Linked DNA regions of Sus scrofa: region 2 is linked to region 1. The links are chromatin contacts, called in public HiChIP or PLAC-seq maps. All regions are on one chromosome and are shown on one strand. The core of a region is the stretch at or near the end of the contact, and the rest is flanking DNA. Distances in the headings are between cores, read along the strand shown. Region 1 holds the start of PICALM (phosphatidylinositol binding clathrin assembly protein). Region 2 holds the start of LOC106504840.

The links. HiChIP or PLAC-seq counts read pairs in DNA pulled down with a chosen protein or histone mark.
Region 2: an H3K27ac HiChIP or PLAC-seq map of skeletal muscle shows a contact between it and region 1. The contact joins the promoter of LOC106504840 here to the promoter of PICALM in region 1. A contact is called at or near these places in 2 of 2 datasets of contacts at active chromatin or transcription factors (alveolar macrophages and skeletal muscle).

What each region holds. Positions count from the first base shown.
Region 1 is chr9:19,944,900-19,949,030 of Sscrofa11.1, reverse strand. It overlaps PICALM (phosphatidylinositol binding clathrin assembly protein), which reads left to right and starts at 2,117. Exons shown (of 21, transcript NM_001246270.1): 1 at 2,117-2,286. The coding sequence starts at 2,157.
Region 2 is chr9:20,719,799-20,724,137 of Sscrofa11.1, reverse strand. LOC106504840 reads right to left here and starts at 2,496. Exons shown (of 3, transcript XM_013979237.2): 1 at 2,074-2,496. The coding sequence starts at 2,459. FZD4 (frizzled-4) reads left to right here and starts at 2,678. Exons shown (of 3, transcript XM_005667210.3): 1 at 2,678-2,759; 2 at 2,762-2,961. The coding sequence starts at 2,678.

The DNA.
Region 1 (4,131 bases), core at 868-3,367:
TTGTAAGAACCCCTTTGGCAAAAGTAACAGTGAAATACTTTCCTAGAAATTCATTCGCAGTAGTGCAAAAAATACAAGTTGCGTGGTGCGTGTTTAGGAATAACTTTTACATTTTCCCTAAGGATGAAATATGTAGCTAGTGATGATAGCTAGATGCCATGGTCCTGGGGACCTTAGAGAGTTTTAGCAGTGAAGCTCAGGCCAACCTGTAACTTATTAAGTGGAACTCATAGAAGCACAGCAAGTATGGCTGACAAGATGTCTTGAGAATTGGATAACTCCACTGCCCAATAGACAAAGGGCAGCAAACTGGGCACCAAACCACAGATGGATTGCAGATGCACTGAAGGAAGTCATTACAGTTTTCAGAAATTTGGGGCTGACTTGACAAAGATGAAGCCTGCTGGTTTAAGCACTTTATGTCCTTGGCAAAAACATGTTGCTGCAGAATTTCATCAGCCATAGTGAAAAAAAAAAGGGGGGTAAAGGGAATGGGAGGAGACCACAAAATTCACGATGCTACATAAAATGTTAACTATCTATTAGCTTTGCATCTTTTGAGAGTCACCAGATTGAAGCACAGTGTTTTGGACTGGCTGGCAGATGGTGTACACAGACTGAGTATGTTAGCATTTCATTCAAAACTAGCAAGAGTACATAGGACTATTACGGTAATTTAATATTCATGGAGACTTAAAAATTTATCTTTAAACTTGTGTTGAAAGTGGGGCCCTAATAACATTTAAAAAGACTTTGTTAATAGATCTGGATCTTCTTGAACAGAGCCACAGGATATAACGATTCCTCTAAAATGCCCACAGGACAGGGTCAGTGTCTTCTTTCACTGGAAATCTGGTTTACACGGAGAAAAAAGAGGCCAAAGAGAACAAAGACCAAACCAGGGGAGATGGCAGGTAGTGATGTCTGGGTTCTCTGAAAGGGACTTCTCCATTTACCACCCTCTCACTTCCTTCTATGGTCTGAACCTTTAATCACCACAGCAGTCAGCCTTGTAGGGTCAAGCTAATCTTTGTTGACATCATCCTACTACTTCCCTTTTCAAATTCCAGTGCAGCTATGTGTTTCCTGTCCTATTTGACACCCTAGAGGAACAATACTGGCTCACTGGTATCCAAATTTAGACTGGCAGTTTTCAGAGAAGGGATAAACAAATACAGGTGACAATGCCAAACCTCTCAAGAAAAAGGGGAAAAAGCCCAACCCTTCTGGGGGTAAATAAGCAGGGACAGCTTCGATATCCACAGCAGGGAGAGGCCTGGTGGCAGGTTCTGAGAGTGGGCCAGCGGAGACCTTCTCCTTCAAGCCTGGAGGCTGGCTTTGGGGGCATCCCTAAACACATTCTGGATCCCGCTAGGAACGCCCGGGGAGCTCTGACACCCCTTTCCTCAGCGGGAGCTGCGAAGTCAGCTGCATCTCCTCTTTGTCAAGACGTTGGTTCCAACCGCAGACACTAGGATACCCTTGGGATGGGAGCGGGAAGAAGCCATACGTGCCTCCCCAGCGCGCCGGACTCGCCGCCCCTCCCCCGCGTCGCCCCGCCCCCCTCTGTGACCCCCGCGAGACCGGCCTCGGGCGACCTGTTGGCAGGGAACGTCACGTGACGCGGCGGGCCGCCGCACTCCGCCCGGGAGGGCCTCCTGTTGCGCCCGCCGGGCGGGTTCCATCACGTAACGCGCGGGCGCCGCCCCGCTCTTCCCTCGCCGAGCGAGGGAGGGCGGGCGTCGAAGAGGAAAGAGAAGGGAAAAGGGGCGGGAGAAGGAGAAGGCGGGGCGGCGCCCGAGTCACGTGACCCGGGCAGCCCGGAAAGCTCCGAGGAGGAGCCTGGCGCCGCCATTTTCCTGCAGCTGCCTGTCCCTCTTGCCCTGCCCGGCTCCAGCTGACCAGGGAAGGGGTGGGCTGAGCTGAGGCGGGGGCAGGGGAGTGCCCGACACCGTGCCTGACCCCGCGGGTGACAAGAGCCGGTTCTTGCCTGGCTGGGTGGCAGCAAGCGGCCCTGAGCCCCGCCCCAGGCCGGCAGGCGGAGAAGGAGCCGGTGGGGGTAGGGGGTGCGGTGGGGGGGTGGGGGTCCTCCGGCGCTTGGGGGTCCCAGTCCCCGCCGGCTGCCGAGCGGGAGGGGTGGCGGAGGAGCCGCAGAGATGTCCGGCCAGAGCTTGACGGACCGAATCACCGCCGCCCAGCACAGTGTCACCGGCTCTGCCGTATCCAAGACAGTATGCAAGGCCACGACCCACGAGATCATGGGGCCCAAGAAAAAGCACCTGGACTGTGAGTGAAGCCGACCACGGCCCCCCGCGACCCGCGTCTGTCTTTCTTCTCATCTCTTTTCTTCTTCAGCTGCCTCTCACCTCCCTGCGTCTCATCCGGCTCGGCGGGTCCTGTGCGCGTCCGAGCTGTGTTCTTTTTGCTTCCATCACACCTGCCTTCACGGCTTCCGTTCCCTGTCTAAGAATCCCTGACAAGCCACTCCCCTCCGGGTTCCTCGGGGACCCTCGCTTCCCTGCCCGGTGCGCCGCGATACCCTCTCACCACCGACCAACTTGCCTCTCCCTCTGGCTCCCCACCTCCCGGCCTCTATCTCTCTCCTGCAGCCTTCTGCTCTTTCATCCCACCCGTCCGGTGCTGCCTAGCCGCCCTCTCCCGTGCGTCTCCCCGCTTGCTCTCCGTCTCACCGCCCTATTGTTTCCCTACGAGCCGCCTTCGGGTTTCCGTGAACGCCGGGTTCGGTGGACCCGGATCCCAGTTTCTCTGCCGCTCTGAGGGCTGCCTCCTTTGAAGCGATTCCCACTATCCGCCTCTGTCCCTGTCCTTCCCGGGTTTCTCATCCACCTCCCTCCCCCCCCCCCCCCCGCCTTGGGTTACCTTTCTTTGCCTCTGTAGCTTCCGTTAGGTTCCGTCGTCCCATTTGAAATATCATGGTCAATGCCCGACTTTTATCCCAGACCACTTTTCTTCAAGGGGGGGTGGATGTAAAGGGATTCCGTTGGGGTAGGAAAAGCTTTGTGGAACGTTGGCATTTTTAAGTCACCTCTAGTGGAATTTAATCTTTGTGTTTTCCATGCTTTTGACTAGGATAAGTTGTGTCAGGCACCTCCCTCGCCCCCTTTCTTTCTAATGGGTATATGGAAAAGGGTTTGCTGATTTTTGCTGTCATCTCCTAGAGCTGTTAAACCTGACGGTTTGAATGTAGAAACTTGAGCGGAAGAGTAGACTATTGGCATTTATGATAGTCTACTATTTTAATAATCTGACCTACAGATAACGTACATCTTTTTAAAAACTGGTGAAAAGATACTTGGTGAGGCTTGAGTTTGGACTCCGTTTTAATTTATGCTGGTTATCTTTTGGAGGACTAGCTTTTCTTACACGGCATGGTATTACACCATTCACTAACTTGTATATACCATTAGTAGAGCTAACTCCTCCCAACTTTTTCCAAACCTGGAAGCCACCTGTAATATCCTCCTTTTTCATAACACTCCTTTACCTCAAGGTACAAAGATCAGTGATTACTCAAGCTTTGACTTAGTGGAGTTTTGATCTGAAACTTTTCAAGGAAACATAGAGAAAAAGGCATAATAATAAGTTCTTTTTAAAAAAATGGCTGTTGGACACGTCCTTTCATTCTACATGAACGTTACTTTGCTTTACTATTTGAAGCAAGAGTGAGCATGTTCTGAAAGGGAATTCACTGATGAGAGAGTCCTGTTTTGATTTCTCGTTTGGACTTTGGCAGTAAGGTTTGCGCTTAAAAAAAAGTGTACAAAATGTGAATTCTTCCAAGATACTTTGCTCGTGAAGTACTGTTAGAACAAGTTATTGGTACAGACAAACCCATTATTCATTGTGACTTGTTCCTTCCTTGTGGAAAAGTTTAAAAAAACATCATTACTATTTGGTTCTTCTCTCTGATATGTGGATGAGGCAGGCTGCTTATTAACCATCAATCCTTGATTGTTTTAGATAATTCAGTAACACTCTTATGAATGGAAAATTATTTAAAATGCATTGTAAAGCCTGAAGTGCTTTTTGGATTATCTGATATTTGGAGTAAACATTTCTGTTTACTTCTCTTCAAATGACTGCTTGGCTTTCTCTACCCAGTCTGTGGTT
Region 2 (4,339 bases), core at 1,247-3,746, 770 kb before region 1:
GGTTCTCTCTGGGTGCCAGGCCCTGTGCAAGGGACAGCTCCTGCTCCTTGACACCATGGAATTCATTATTTAATAAACCATGTACACATACCTTTAGCACAAGGCTATGCCCCCTCCCCTCCCTGCAAGTACTCTGGTGTAGAAGTACCAACTGCACACAGGTCTGCTTTGTCAAGAAGCTCAGAGTTCTGCTGGTCATCCCCCTTTGAGTAGCCCTCCAAACTTAGCTGCCTCTACCACAATTTACCTACATATCTCTCTGTGTGCACTTATCACATCCAGTGACAGTTGTCTGTCTGTTCTTTGTCTCCTCCTGTGAGTTCCTTTCATTCATCTAGTCACTTACTCATCTCTGTAGGCCAATGGGCTCAGTTTCATGCATTACTCTGCACAGACATACAGAAGATTCAACCCTACTGCTCAGTATAAAGATCTCCAGCTGGATTTACTGGGAAAATAATCCTGCCCTCTCTTTCTGAAAGGTCAGTCTCCTTTGGGCCTCTGTTTGGTTGGTCTTTCGTTTCCTAACAATCGCATTGGTTCTAGCCTCGGTTTCTTCATTTCTTTAAGGGGATAAGAGAGTCTCCTTCCCTGGAAGGTTATAATGATGACTGGAGACAATGCAGCCTATATGGGCCCAAAACTGTAACAGGCACAGAGCCAAATATGAAAAAAAGTTGATTCGATTCTTGCCCTCAGCCAGGTCCAGTTGGTATAATATAAAATAAAATTAAAACTACAAGACATAATTTGAGCTCCATATGAGTTGTACAGAGGTCCTTCTAACTTCCATCCAGCCTCTGCCATATGCCAGACTTGGCTGAAATGGGAAGATATAAACACACAAAAACTTGATCCTTGTCATGAAGCCCCTGGAAAACGGTGTGTTGGACAAAAGAAAAAAAAAAAAAAAAGAAAAAATCTCAGGAAGAGAGTAGAAAGCTCTTAATCCAGATCCTCAGCTCAGACCTGGGCTGCAGGAGTGGTCTTTGGTACCAGACTGGAAGGCAGGAGGCTGTCCCACGACAAGAACAATAACCAAGTTATTTGGCACTAACTATGTGCCAGTCAGTGTGATAAAGGATTTACACGCTTTATCTCATTTAACTCCAAAAGCAATTGTGTGTCATAGATATGAACTTCCTTATTTTACAGATGGCCGGTTTGAGGCTCAGAGAGGACAGTGCCTTGACCACAGTTCTGCCAGGAGTAAATGGTTTAGGAATTCACCTGCTTAGGGTTTCACTGGCCCAACTGCAAAGTGGAGAGTGTGGGCAGCACAAAGCACCGTCCAAGGAGGGCTGAGAGTAAGAGGGGAAAGTTGGGTCCAAACACGGCTCACATGATCCCCAGGACCCTGGCAGAAGCAGAATAAGTTAGAAAGAGATGCAGGCTGCAGAGGAGAGATGTCCGGGAAGCTGGGGGAGGGGAGCCCTGGTGGTTGGGCGCCTTTTCAGCCCCCCCCCTCCCGCGTGCGTAGGTCAAACCTCTCCCCTCCCGCCCTCTCACCCTCCCAACCTTATTTAGAAACCCGTGTCCCCGAGACAGGAAGGGCGGCGGGCCGAGAAGCACGGAGCGTCCCGGTCTCATTTCCTTTCGAATCCCCCTGTGGAATTTCATTTCGTACGGTGAGGAAATCGGAGCGCGAGACCGTCGGCTGGTCGACTGGTCGGCTGCTCTGGGGCGCCTCCCACACTCGCGGCTGGAGCCCGGCAGCTCCGGGGTGCAGGTCGGGCCGAGGCTGGGGGCGGGGAGAGGGGGCCGGGCTCCAACCCTAGCAAGTTCCGAGTGAAAATAGCTGAGAGGTCGCGCTGTACCAGGCACCGTGCTAAGCGTTTTACGCATTATCTCTAATCCTCCCAAGTCTCTTTACGGATGAGGAGACCGACGCCGAGAGGCTGAGCAATTTGCTCAAGGTCACACAGCCAGGATTTAAAGCCCTAATCTTTGCAAATCCAAACCCCGTGTCCTTTGTGTACGTTTCGCTGCCTGATGGGAAGGCGGCCACGGGCCGAGGTGACAGCTGGAAGACAGAAAGGAAAAGGAGCCGACTGATCTGGGAGCACTTCTCACCTGGAAGAGTGGGGGCAGGCTGGCCCGGCCGGAGCGCCTCGGCTCCATCCCGGCCTGGCCCCGGAGCGTCGCGAACAGGGTGGGAGGAAAGCGAGCCGGGAAGCGGGGCGGGGCGCTTCGGGGCGGGAGGGAGGGACCATGGAGTGGGGGGAGGTGGCGGGCGGGGGCCTGACCCTGCCGGGGCAGGGCCCCGCCCCTCGCTGGCCACGGCGCTCGGCCATTGGAGATACGCGCTGTCCGTCCCGCCCCGCCGCCGCCCAGCGAACCTCCAGCGCCGCGGAGGGCTTCAGCGGAGAGAGCGGCGCGGCGCTGGGTGCTGGCGGGCTTTGCAGACGCAGAGCGGACGCGGCCCGCACTGGGTTTGAGGGCTCGCCTTCTGTAGCCATGACCCTCGCAGTCTGTCCTTTGGCCCCGGCGCGAGGTGTCTAATACCCCGCACAGTCGCGCGCAGCTGCGAGAGCCGGCCGCTGCCCCCTCGTCGCCCTTGGCGCCTTATCACTCTCCCTTTCCCGGAGCTGGGAGCAGCGCGGGCAGCCGGCGCCCCGGTGCAAACTGGGGGTGTCTGCTGAAGCAGCCCCCGCCGCCGCTGCCCCCGGCTCTGGCCATGGCCTGGCGGGGCACAGGGCCGCGCGTCCTGGGGGAGCCCGGGGGCGTCGGTCTCAGTCTGCGGCTGCTGCTGCTGCTGCTGTGCTCCTGGGGCCAGCACGGGGCTTCGGGGACGAGGAGGAGCGGCGCTGCGACCCCATCCGCATCTCCATGTGCCAGAACCTGGGCTACAACGTGACCAAGATGCCCAACCTGGTGGGGCACGAGCTGCAGACGGACGCCGAGCTGCAGCTGACAACTTTCACGCCGCTCATCCAGTACGGCTGCTCCAGCCAGCTGCAGGTGGGCGCCCCTACCCCCACCCCGGGCGGGACCCTTCGGGCAGGGACGCCGCAAACTAACTCCGTGGAGTTCTTGCCAGGTCGAGCCCCCTGTCCTCTTCCTAGGCTGAAGGGTAGGACTATCCTGGAAAAGTGATTTCCATCCCCACCCCCACTTTTCTGTCCCTTCTCAGGGACTGGAAGCCAAAACGTTGTGTAAGTCATCTGGCCTGCGAAAGAACCCACTCTTACACCCCGCCCTTCCGTTTTTCTCCCCTGCCCACCCGTGTCTGGCCAAGCCCCTATCCCCAGTGGAGCTGAAGTTATCTTTGCCAAGGGTTCTGGCCGCCGCTGCTCGGTGGGCGAGTCCCCGGCAGGGCAGCCAGCTGCAGCTAAGACTTGGAAGGAGAGATAAGGAGACGGGGCAACTTCTCCTCACTGACCTCCCTTCTCCCCCATATTTCTTGGGTGTGTTATTTAATGACTATTTCTGTAGAATATGGCCCCTCGTGTTGTCCTGCGGGATTTTAGAGGTCGTGCAGGAAGGAATGGTTGCGGTGGTTGAGTTCCTTCTTATCCTCAGGGTTAAGGGCAGGTTTAGTACTTGGAGAGGGAGAAGACATCACTTGGGGAAAAGGTGATGGTACAGTCAAGCTTCAGAAAGCAGTCTATGTATTGGAAGTTTTGGTGGTGTTTTTTGGTTTGGGTTTTTTTTTTTTTTTTTTGCAGTCATTAAAAATTTTAAAGGTTATGTAATAGTATAGAACAATGCAATCCTATCATAGTAAGTGAATTTTCATATACAAGGCGATTATAATCTTACAAAAATAACCAGTTTATTAAGAAAAAAAAAAAGAACTGAAAAGGAATTTCTTTAAATGTTAACACTAGCTGTATTTTGGTTGGTGAGGCTATGAATGATTTTTTTAGAAATTTAGAAAAGAGAGAAGTTGGGGGAAACCAGAGGGTAGCTAAAAGCTTCAGAAATCTGCGGTTCTGGCTGTAACTCCTGAGAGATAAGAAACGGGCAGGCAGCTGACTGACTAGGTGCAGGGATTTTACATAGGTCATTTGAAAAGTTGGACTGTGGTTTCAGAAAGATGGTTGGGATTAGACCTGTTGCTGGTGAAATGTCCCTGTGGAAGTTTCAGGACTTTAGAACTAGGTTCTGAAAGATTAAGAAAATGATTCTCCAGCTCTCAGTTTGGAAACAGCACATATCCTGACATCAGTGGCAATTTTGTTGGCGAAAGAGCTTTTGCAGGGATATATATTTTTAATTACATGTATCCTGGGGAGCAGCCAAGCTGTTCTGAAGGACAGGACTGGATCCCTTTACATGCTGGAAAATAGTTACTTGTAACCCTAGACTTCATAGACAACATCTGTAAGGAGCCAAG